Regions from separate parts of the Mus musculus genome. Here regions 2 and 3 are each linked to region 1. Evidence: chromatin contacts called from public Hi-C data. All regions are on one chromosome and are shown on one strand. The core of a region is the stretch at or near the end of the contact, and the rest is flanking DNA. Distances in the headings are between cores, read along the strand shown. Region 1 overlaps Hdac9 (histone deacetylase 9). Region 2 overlaps Hdac9 (histone deacetylase 9). Region 3 overlaps Hdac9 (histone deacetylase 9).

Region 1 (4,167 bases), core at 890-3,389:
CCTGTATTTAGCATGATTCTTTTCACCTGGAAGTAAATGAGTATACACAGTCCATTGATTAGTGCTGATTTGAAATGGAGTTTCTATTTAAATGATTCTTCTAAACTCTGTTTTATAGCAAAAATTTAAAGTATTTTTTTCTTTATGGTTTTTTTTTATCATCTGAAAATATACAACCCAGGCTTTGCCAAGTGCAAATGTGAAATTTAATTTGAAGCCATTCTTGATTTAGCTTGCACATATACTAACATCAGAAGACAAGAATGCAAAGTGATCTGCTATCTGGAATTGGAAGATAACACAAAAAAAGAAAAAGAAAGAAAGAAAGAAAGAGGAAGGAAGAAAAAGGAAGGAGGAGGAGGGGTAGGAGGAGGAGGAGGGGGGGAGGAGGAGGAGGAGGAGGAGGAGGAGGAGGAGGAGGAGGAGGAGGAGGAGGAGGAGGAGGAGGAGGAGGAGGCCTGTATTGTGCTTGACTCCAGAAGTCTGCCCTAAGTACCATGCAGGATGGTGGAAAGCAAATGCCTGAGTTCACAGTGCCTGCCCCTTTCCTATCAAGCACAAAAGTACAAGGTTTTCCTGAAGAAGAGAAGGGTTTCAGAACTCTCTAACCCATGTGTGTTGATCATGTAGGAAAACTGGCCAGTACTTCTGTTGTGTTGTCTCCATTATATGCAGTTGATACCCAAGATGCATCACATAATGTCTTCAATCTCCGTCAACTACCTCATAAAGAGTCCATTTGCTCTTAGAGAATAAGAAGGCTGTGAGAACAGGTTCAGGATCACTCTGAAGCAAGAATGGACGTTAATAACTATCCTCAGGGGCACAGATGAGGAAAAAGGGTCATTGACTTAACATTCTTTAATTCTTTTAGGTATAATAAGACTACGTCATGATTTACAGCTGAAAAGCACAGCTTTTGTTTTGCTTACCAATAAAAGAAGGTCTTTCATAACCTCAACTGTTGTGACACTCTGAGAGCTGAGAGATTTGAAGTTACCCTTTATATGGTTGGCTGAAATCTCTCTGCCTTGGGGGGTCTGGAACAGGGGGAAGCCTACTGTTGCTTAACTCCTAAGACATCAATGTTTCAGGGCTTACAATTGTATAAAGGCATTTTGTAGGATGACATCAAGGAAAATAACTTTTATGTGTTTATACTTCCAGAGGGTCATATATTGCTAATTAAACAGGATTCCTTCAGTTTGATTACATAAGGGGGCTTGGGTTTGTAATTCAATAGCACGTGAAGGTCAGTAGAGTTATGAAAGAAACTTTAAATTTTATGAGAAATCCGGTAACTATCAGGATATTTGCTCACAGAGCTGGAATATTTCTCAAAGCATTTTCCTGATCTGTTAAGATACAGGAAAATATTTTGCTGGCTACAGGGGTGACCAGATATTACAAGACCCTAAATCATGCAGATGGGTCTTTTTGAGAAAAGCCAATACTGAAACACAGATCCAGATCCCAGATTGTGAGGTTGAAATTTCAAAGCGACTAGACGAAGCAGGCTAAGACCTGTCTTCCAGCTTCGCCATTCAGCTACACTAATACATTCCCTGAGCAGTGTTCTGAAGTCCACCTCTCCAACCCAGCACATCAACGCATGCAGTGAGAGCCTTGACTTTGACCACCATGTTCCCATTTGAATATTTAAGGCAGGGGCGACTTACATCTTACAAAGCCAAGAATCTTTTAAAGTGAATTTCTGGGAGGTTTGAGATAGCGGCTGCTCCAACAATTGTAGTACTGCACTGCCCTCCAGAGGGGAATCCTTGGCAAATACTCACAATCCATGAACTACAGAGGGGATTGGGGACTGTGTGGCAAAAGTCTTCACTGTGATTCTTGTACTTCTTTCTCTCACATCTTAAAAAGAAACAGGTCTGTAAATCAGCGGCAGCCCCGATGCTCTGAGCACACAGCGCCTTGTCTTAGGTCTTCTGTCTTGTGTCATCTCGAAAATTTATATTTGCTGCAGCTTTCACTAAGTGATAAATATTAATTATTTCTGTCGGAAGCCTTGTTTATTCATGCATATTTTACAGAAAAAATCACACTAAACACATAGCCAGAGGCAGCCTTTGCAAGCTGAGACTCCTCACAGATGACTTGCAGGCACACAAAGGATAGCTAGAGACAGGATATTTTACTGTCTAATTATGTTGTCACCACCTAACTGAAATGTGAAGGGTGCCCAAAGCTATTGTGAGAAAAATATAACTTATCTTGAACTTCCCTCTTCTTCCATTATGGAACCCATTTCTACTCTGTCCTGCATGCCATCTCAGACAAGGGCTGGTTTCTGTGGCTTGTCAATTCCTGGTTACGCAGTATCTGTTCCAAATGAAAGAAGTTAAGTCAGAGCTGATGATTTCTCAGTTTTGTTCTTGTGGGACAAAGTCAACTTGTGAATGAAGAGCCTCTGCTTGGAAAAGTTAAACGATGACAAATATATATGTAGGGCTTCACAAATAATAATTCAATTATCACATCTATGACAGTGATACTGTCACCACCAGCTGCTTTTGGTGCCAATGAGTCACAAACAGGTTAATTCGGGATCACAGAACTGGGATGTGATAGAGCCGAGATCCAAATTTAGTTTAGCTTCAGAGTCTTATTTCTTGGCGTTTTTTTACATTAACTTAATATGCTAACAAATAGGTAAATACCCTGCCTAGCAAACTATAAATATCATTAATAATATTTTAAATGAAGTTAATATTTAGATCATGTCTCTATAGTCCATAACACACAAAATTATTAGAATCTCCATGGACCTTGGAAATGCTGCAAATTGGAATAAAATATAAAGTAATTTTGTGATAATTAGAAAATATCTAATCTCATTAGCTTTTAGGAGAAAACACCAAGACATAGAAACAACAAAAATGGTGGATCTGTAGTTAACAGCAGTCGTTGCTATTCGAGAGGACCCGGGGTTTGTTTCCCAGTTTCCATGTGGTGGCTCAGAAGCATCTGTTGTGAAGATCTAGCGCACTCTTCTGACCTCCATGGGTGCCAGGTATCACAAAGTGCATTTATACACACATAGTCAAAACACTCATACATATAAAACAAAACTAAATAAATCTTTGTGCATGCAGTCAAAAGACTCATAAAAACTACCAAAATACTAACATCCTTCTTAAGATCATGAAGATAAATTGTATAAACATATAGATTTATTCCTCAAATATCAAGGACCTCATTAGATATGAAGGAACCTACATGTCGCATATATATATATATATGTGTGTGTGTGTGTGTGTGTGTGTGTGTATATATATATATATATATATAAACCATCATCACTTTTAGTAATTGTGATGATGTATCTCTTAACAAAGGAAGGAGGAAGACAATATGCCTGGTGACTTCCAATGGAACCACAGAGGTATCATCATAAACAGTCACATAAAAGCCATGTACACAAAATACACAAAATGAATTTCAGGCTATACTGAGAAAACAATGTTCTTGCATCAAGCACTGGCTGGCCTGCTAGCCAGGTGGCTGGATTTAGAAACCAGAAGGCCCCGGGGAAGGCAGTCGTCGGTAACTACAAAGCTAATGTGGTCAATGCCCGGTGTCGTTATGGGGATTAGAGGGGGGTCACACTCCACAGCAGCACCTGCACAACTATGACATAAGCTTCTAGCTGACATAAATCATACTCTCTCTGTTTTGAAAGCAAATAATAAAATAGTTGTTCCATGTCTCTTGACCTTTACTTCTGGGAAACTTACATTTTTCCCTTTTTTGCTTTGGAAGGAAACCTCCCCAGCCCCTCCCCTCCTCCCCCCACCCCTGCCACAATGAAACATACTCAAAACACCCATTTCTGAACACATGCATAAAAAGTCATCTCCTTATCTCCAAAGTAATTCTAAACACCATTAACTTATTATGTTGCAAAGTAGCTTAACATAAGGCAGAAAGGCAGGAGGAGAACAAGACACTCAGAAAGACAGACACCAAAAGGAAAGCCAGGGGTTAATAGAGATGGAGACCTGTAGCTGCCCAGCTGAAGATGGAGAAAAACCACTGAGGCATTTCCACCGAGAGCTGCTAAAGGTTACTTAACAAGAATGCAGGGAACGTGCTGCACACTTGGTTTCTAGATTCATCTTTCCCATAGAATCCAATTATGCAAAA
Region 2 (3,934 bases), core at 730-3,229, 320 kb before region 1:
CACCAGCTCCCTTCAGTGAGCAGACCACACAGACATGCGTTTGTACTCCTGTCTGCCATGCTTGGGTTGTAGACCTAACATGACTTCCATCCCCTAAGCAAGCTCTGGCTTGTTTGAGTTTCTTCCATGATACACCTCATACTTTCTTCTGTGAGGCATGGGAACAATGTTTCTGCAGTTTCTTAGGCAGAGGGCCCTCATGACCAGTTGTGTTGCTTCTGTAAAATCTACAACCTTAGGATTATCCTCACTGTTTCCTCTGCCTATTTTTAAACACATATTAAAACATGCTGGTAGAAAAAAATCCATAAAGCTGCAGAAACGCATGCCTTTCATTTAAAATTCAGTCTCCAGCCTCAGCTGGCCTTTCAAGGCAGTTAGGCAATCATGTGTCCCTGGTCCCTTTCCTCCATCTTTCTCCTTAACAGCCTATCCACATTGCATCATTGTCTATAAACCCTTAACCCCACTCAGCAAATGACCTCACCTTCTTCTTCACGAAGGAAATAGGGGCCAACTGACAGCAACTCCCTCAGCTTCCTGCCGTCTCCTTTATGCTCTTATCAGCAACCACATCCATCCTTACCTCTTGTTCTCATTTTTCAGTTGAAGTGATCTCTCTCTTCTTAGTCATCACTAATCCCACCACCTGTGATCTGGAGCCCATCCCGCCCACTTCCCAAGAGAGGAGCTTCATCAATCACATTCGCTCCTGTATCCTCAGCCTCATGTGGTACAGCAGCTCCCTCCCTAAACATGCAAGAATGTTCTCATTTCTTCCAACGCAAATACATCACACACACACACACATACACACACGTACACATGCACAGAAACACACACATGCATACACATGTGCACACACACATGCACAAACATGTGCACACATGCACACACATGTACACTTGCACACACATGCACATACACACACAGACACCCACACACAGACACAGACACACACACACACAGCTTTCCTTTCCCTGTGTTTACTTCAAGTTCTTGTGAAATTTTCTGTTATTCTTTCTCAGCTAAAGTTCTTAAACCCTTTTCTTCTTATTTAAAAGGCAATTTGCTCTCATTTTAGAACATGAGTTTAATTTTCAAGGAAAAGAGGAGCAGATATACATAAAAACCAGTGTTGTAAGGATGACAATTGTTAGCAGTATATGTGTTAGTGTTTTAATTTCTGTCTTTACAAAAAACATGGGGTTTCTTACTGCAAAAGTGTGTGTACCTTGGATTGTTCATGTAATAGAAACTAATATTTTCTGGTGCTTAATATTGATATATGCTTGTTAATTTTTTCAATATTTTATTAGTTAATATTTCAATATATTTATAAATTTTAAATACTTCGCTAAACTTTCAGGTTTTCTTATTGACTCTTCTCTATAAACAATAATCAGCGTCTTTCCTGAAGTTAATTCCAGTCGTGTTACCGCCCACTTTCTTCTCTGCCCAAGACAGCACAGCGTCTAGCACTTCTAAGAGCATCTTCACTGCGGCATTCTCTAATTAGAGTTAGCAGCGATCCTATAAAAGCTTTGGCTCTGTTTCTTCTGCTTGTTTTGTCCTATTAAACTTGTTTGTTTTATCTTATTTTATTTTATTATTCCTTTGATGCTTGTTTTCTAGAGAGGCAGAAAAAGGTATGGTTCAGCTGGGAAGGGGAGTAAGGAGGAACTGGGGAGAGTTAGAGGAAAGAGAACTGTGTGGGGAAAAAAATCTATTTTCAATAAAAGCAAAAACAAAGTTACCAGTGACCTCTTTCCCAAGACGAAAGGCTCTCTCCTGTGTTTGTCAGGCTCACGCTCTCCAGATATTTGGCACATCTAGTGATTCCCAAAGCCACGTTTCTATCCTCTACGTCCTTCTAAGCCCCTCTGTCAGCTCTTTCTCCCAGGCTTGGAGCTGTCAGTAGCTTCCCTCAAGCTCCACTGTCACTCTGGCTGGGCATTGCTTTTGGGCTTTTCTCCTTGGGGTAATGATATCTCATGTTTTACTCACATCCTGCTGGTTCCCAAGCTGCCTACTCAGCCTACATGAGCTGCTCCCAGGGGCCTCTCTGCCTGTCAGTCAAGTGTATGAATTGTTTTCCTTCTGTAACTTAGCATAGCATCCTATATCTCCTCTGTCATGGCCTGACTCTGTCTGTTAACCGATTGCTGACTTGATCTTCTGATTCAAGATTTTTTGCCTCAGCACTGTTCATATTCTATACTAATTCTTTGCATGGGTCTCTGTATTATATTGTATTACAGAATGCATAGCAGCATCCCTCACCAGTACCCACTAGATGCCAGTAGCAACCCACCTCAGTGATAATCGAAGGTGTCTCAGGCTATTGCTAAATGTTCCTTAGGGACAAAGTCTTCTTATGTTAAGAACTACCTTGTTAAATGTGAGTTTTGCCTAGGTAGGGCTTGTGTTTTCATGGCTTCTGTCCAGCATCCGATCTTCTACACTGCAATAAATTATGGCAAATAAGTAAATGGGCAAACAGAAAGTAAGCATAAATAAAAATCTGTGAGAATTTTTATGTGTTCAATTTTTCCTGTGAACTGTTTAGTTAGTTTGAAACAGTGTCTCCCTATGCTATGTAGATCTCCTGCCTCTTCCTCCTAAGTGCTGGCATTACAGGTTATGGCCAAGTTGAGCTAATCCATTACTTGTGGATCTATGATAGACAGGAGGTTGTTAACCTAAGAGAGGTTGTGAACTGAATAATCAGGCGACCACTCAGCATGCTTGGAAACTTATTTAGGCAAATGAAATATTTACCATGGTAATATGGAAATTGCATCTCAAGGAAAGGAAACTACAAATTAAAAACTTTCTGAAGGCATAGACATTTTATCATATGCAAACAAATGATCTGGGTGTTCTGGCAATGAGAGAGCTAGCTTGTGTTATCCAGAAATACTAGAGATGGAGTTTCCAATGGAGGTCAAACTCTAACCCAGTGGTTCTCAACATTCCTGATGCTGTGACCCTTTAATACAGTGCCTCGTGTTGTGGTGACCCCCAGCCATAAATTTATTTTGGTGTTACTTCAAAACTGTAATTTTCCCACTGTTGTGAATTGTAATGTAAACATGTGCATTTTCCGATGGTCTTAGGTGACCCCTGTGAAAGGGTCATTTAACCTCCTAAAGTGTCAACTGTTGAGAAACAATGCCCTAAGTGTTCAGTGATGCAAGACAGCCTAGAAATCGATGACATAATTCCTCAGTGTTAGCATGATTTCAGCTACTGGGGATGTTCATGTTCTGCGCCAATAAAATGCACTGAAGTATATAACATACTCAAGTATTTTCATTACTTAAATTCTGTTTGTATGCATGGACCAAATAATCATTGGCTTATATGTATTTAAATAATCACCAGAGATATCATGCAGACACTTAAATGAGCAGTGGGTGGGTGAAATCACGTTGAGTGGGATGGGGGTCCGACTTTTATACCACAAGTGACATCTGACAGTGTCTAGAGGTATGCTTATTGTCCACACCGATAGGACCTAGGAAAAGTCTGTTACTGTGATCTCACAGGCAGAGGGCAGGGGTGCTGCTGAAATACAACCATACACAGGATAGCTTCACAAGGTTATTAATGGGCTGCCATTCTGGAATTCCAATAGAGGCAAGGTTGGGCAGCTCTCTAACCCGTGTTTATAGATCCACAGTACAAATCAGTATGTTAAAAGATCCCAGTGCCCCTGGTTCAATCAATCAATCCCCATTAAGTATCTTTAAACACAACATCTCCCTAGATAGTTTTACCATGAACCTTGAAAATTTATTAAATATACTAGAAAGACAAGAAAAATAAAGAACACATTACAAATAACCCTATGTGTCTCTTTTTATTGTTTAATATGACTACTAGAAATTTAAAATCACACATGTGGCTTACATATTTCTGTTGGACATTT
Region 3 (3,634 bases), core at 232-2,731, 460 kb before region 1:
AATAATCCTCCTTATTATAGATTCCGACCTGGCCTGCTGCTATGATGATTAATTGGGAGGCATTGTCAAGTTTTGTTTTTCATTTTATTTTTTATTCGGTTATATTGTATGGTGTGGAATTATTTTTCTCTTCTGCTGGGGGAGTGGGAAGAGGCATAGTGAAAATATTTAGAGAAGTAATCATTTGCTTTAAAAATGGAAATCGGGCTTCTGTGTTGTGAGGAATGTATGTACATAACACTGAAACTTAACACTGGTAAATGATCTGCCTACCTCAAAGTGAAGCTGCTGCCTTCCTACAGTGGCCTTTAACCCTGCCCTTTCCTCCAATCTGAGAAGAGCTGATGTTGATGGAACATATAATGGCCCCTTTCCTGTGTAGTAAAGTCAGCAATAAAGCTTAGTAATTAAGGGTACCAGGGAGGCCCAGCCCAGCAGGCTAGCGGTGTGGCGAACACTTTCAGAACTTCAAACAATATCAAAGTCACTGAGAAATGGGCCTAGCTCAGTTCTGGTTTGAATTAAGCCTCACTTCCACACGCACTTTTCAAATCCAAGCTCAAACAAGAAAGCCAAGGCCTTCTGGATTTCATTAGAGCCAATTATCTTATCTGTTTCATCTCAGGCCTGACCCTAAGGCTGGCAAACAGCTATTCAGTGCATTTGTGTGGTTGTTTGAGAAAGCCTCCAGTCAGCCAATGGCCCGAGGACCTGCTAATTAAAACACCGTTGCCCCCCTGCCTCTAGTGATTAAATATTTTCAAGCTTTTGTAAATAATTTTTCCATTCTTTGCCCCAAGCCTCAAAGGTCCAATACATGCAGTAATTTATTTAGTTTGTCAGAGAATACTGTTGGAAATAGGGTCATAATGGGACCTTTGGAAACTTTTATACGTCTTCATACTTCTGAAAGTGACAGTTTATAAACCAGCCCAATGTGTATACTGTTTCTGATGTAATTATGTCCTAATGGCCTTTCTCCTTTTGAAGTAATATAGTGTATAACAGGCTTACATTTTGTCAATAATCATATTTCCTCAAATGTCTACTTGATATCTAGAGTCAGAATTTAATGAGATCATTTAGGGCCTAGAAATTGTATCAAGGTACTTCGGCTTTTCATTTTTTGCTGGAGGCTGGGTCACAGCCCTAGATTAGCTCTGGAAGAAGACAGCTAAACAATGAAAAGGCCTCTTACTTGCTGTCTGTGAGGACCTGGTGGCAAACACTGAACTTTCTCCAGAGTCAAATCCTAACAAATTCGCAAGCGACCAATGTGCCGGTGAAGCTATAAGAGAAGGGCTATTCAGAGAGAAGAACCTCAAGCATTAGAATCACTGAATTCAAAATACTCCTGGGCCTAATGTGTGCTGGGAAAAAAAATCTGAGATGAAGTTTCCTGGCAAACAGACTATGAAGAATCCGAAGACAATAAGGCCTATCTCTCCCACTCAGATATACACTGAAACACAAAAGGGCCTGGTAAACACTCCGAGAAACTCACATACTTCATTGCCTCCCATGATCCCAGGGCCACGTGCAGAGAAGTGTATGTGACTGGAAACAAAATCCCCTACAACAGAGGCAGACAGAGCAGATGACCACAGACAGACACCGTTCTCGTCTCCTGGCTGGGGCACAGCCATCCTCAAGTATGGCTCTTACAGCCAATCCAGTCACCTTTTATTAGAGGAAAATAAAAAAAGGAGAATTTTGTTTGTTGTTGTTGTTGCTCTTTTTGAAGTATTACAAGAAGAAATTTCAGCTCATTAGCTGCATCCAGTGTGCATTAAACACACCCATGAAAAGGAACTATTCCGCTGAACAGCTCTGCCTCTGTTGTTCTTAAAGTGACACTTTGGTCCTACTCTAAATAATGGGCTTTTAATAAAAACATTCACCAAAGGCAAACAATTAAACAATACATAAAGCACCAGGGGGCAGCCTTGTGGTTCAGTTACAGTTAGAAGTCCTTCCCAAGGAGAGCATGCAGACATTTTATAAGACAATACACTTCACCAAAGATTACGAGAGAAGAAAATTTCAGGTTGCATCTCGTGAGCCCTTCTTGATCCAGGATTTTGTGTTTGCCCTTGACCATAGCATGAAGCCTTTCCTACCTTGTAGCTTCCCAAGCCTATTGACCCTATTGGGTCTTACATGCTCTTCTACAACAAAGACAAGATATTGAAAGCGGTACTGCAAATTAAGGAGCAATGGCTTATCATATAATTGTTTAATTTTACATTTTCAAAAAAACAAAAAAAAACCCTCAACAGAATGGAATATATTCGCATACCTTGGGCAGAGTTTAGTTCTCTGTAGAAATTAATGTGCTGCATAAAGAGGTTGATACGACTCACCCTCATCTTTTCCACCTGCTGGGTCACCGAGCGTAATTATATTTGCTGGAGAGATGTTATATTTCTGAAATGATATTTTTACTGTAGAATTTCTGAACACCCAAAAGGTTAAAGTGACAGAAATGTGTCTGGGGTAGGGACTGGCAAGCATTAAGTCAGACTGGAGCAGCAGAGCATCTAAAAGACAGTGTCTAAAACTGGAGGTACAGAGGAGAGAACATATTTCAACTTACACTCATCTTATTCCATATCAGGTTTTGAACAAGCCACATTTTAATTTTTTTGCGTTTGGCTCCTGTTTCATTAAAAGTGTTCATTTGTTTCTCAAATTCAGTCTACATCGGTAACTTCAATACTGCTATTATTTCATGAATGTGTGACCCAGCCAAAAATTCACATCCTAAGGAATCCAACATTTTGATTTTAAGTGCAATAAGGCATATCCCTTTATCACAGAAGATAATATATGAATGTGTTTTAAAAGTAAAATGTCCTCAATTTGAGATGTGGATAGATTTAAAATTCTGCTGAGCTTCAAGACAGACTCAATCATTAATCTCTCTTCATGGTTCCTGTATTATGAAATATGAGCCACTATGGTAGGAATGCTTTTTACCATCTTCCTCTTGCAGTTCATACACACACTGTCTTCCATGTGGCTTTCCATCAATCTGTTCCTCTGAATGCGTTTAGACAACCAGCACCCACTTCTGCTGTGCCCACAAGAAAGATGGGCAGATTTCTACCAGATACAAGGCTAAGCTTTTGCCTTCCCGAGGGGTGCCAGAGGAGTTTAAATGCCTACGTAAATGAGAACAGATGTTGATTTGCAAGTTTCATCCATAACATCAAATCATGGGGATAAAAGTTGGAAAACTGAGTCCACCATCCAGGTGTTTGTGCCCCACAAATATTGGAACTGTCCCTGAAAATGCTGCCACTACATCATGTGCGTCTCTCAAACCTGCCTGCCCTTCAGGCTCCTGGAGAAGACGAAATTTCAGGAGTATGATTTCCCCACTGGAGGAAGTCAATGAATAAATTCCCCATAGTAAATCATAATATTTATTTAGTTCTCACAAAAGGACTACAAATTTATACTCATGGTATATTGTAATGCTCTGTTTTTCCCATGTTAGTTATCATCCCAATATATCTAGTTTTGGCAAGCTTTAGATGTAAAATCATGGAATGAGAAAAGAACTTTTTTTTTTTTTTTAAACAGCCACACTAAGAATCAAAGACATTGTACTGTGGGAGCTGTTGGCTGA

Evidence for each region. A called contact is a pair of places that touch in the nucleus more often than the background predicts.
Region 2: a contact with region 1 is called in a Hi-C map of cortical neurons, with 4 times the contacts expected there. The contact joins two enhancer-like sites. A contact is called at or near these places in 1 of 15 datasets of contacts at CTCF or cohesin (pro-B cells), 13 of 484 Hi-C or Micro-C datasets (the N1E-115 cell line, adipose-derived mesenchymal stem cells, cerebral cortex and 6 more) and 1 of 115 datasets of contacts at active chromatin or transcription factors (astrocytes).
Region 3: a contact with region 1 is called in a Hi-C map of the N1E-115 cell line, with 28 times the contacts expected there. The contact joins two enhancer-like sites. A contact is called at or near these places in 1 of 15 datasets of contacts at CTCF or cohesin (pro-B cells), 28 of 484 Hi-C or Micro-C datasets (the 3T3-L1 cell line, the AML12 cell line, the HPC-7 cell line and 17 more) and 1 of 9 other capture datasets (embryonic tail).

The regions. Positions count from the first base shown.
Region 1 is chr12:34,656,647-34,660,813 of GRCm38.p6, forward strand. The region is part of intron 3 of Hdac9 (histone deacetylase 9); the gene reads right to left. Among named protein-coding and RNA genes, the nearest start is that of Gm46347, 130 kb to the right of the region's middle. Within about 2 kb of position 2,140, at least 19 of the 459 cell types and tissues checked have an H3K27ac peak or open chromatin away from gene starts, as enhancers often do. A contact at or near this core is called in cortical neurons, where this site is marked.
Region 2 is chr12:34,332,597-34,336,530 of GRCm38.p6, forward strand. All of the region lies in intron 14 of Hdac9 (histone deacetylase 9), which reads right to left. Among named protein-coding and RNA genes, the nearest start is that of Gm51984, 120 kb to the left of the region's middle. Within about 2 kb of position 1,980, at least 16 of the 459 cell types and tissues checked have an H3K27ac peak or open chromatin away from gene starts, as enhancers often do. A contact at or near this core is called in cortical neurons, where this site is marked.
Region 3 is chr12:34,199,735-34,203,368 of GRCm38.p6, forward strand. The region is part of intron 23 of Hdac9 (histone deacetylase 9); the gene reads right to left. Among named protein-coding and RNA genes, the nearest start is that of Gm51984, 14 kb to the right of the region's middle. Within about 2 kb of position 1,482, at least 29 of the 459 cell types and tissues checked have an H3K27ac peak or open chromatin away from gene starts, as enhancers often do.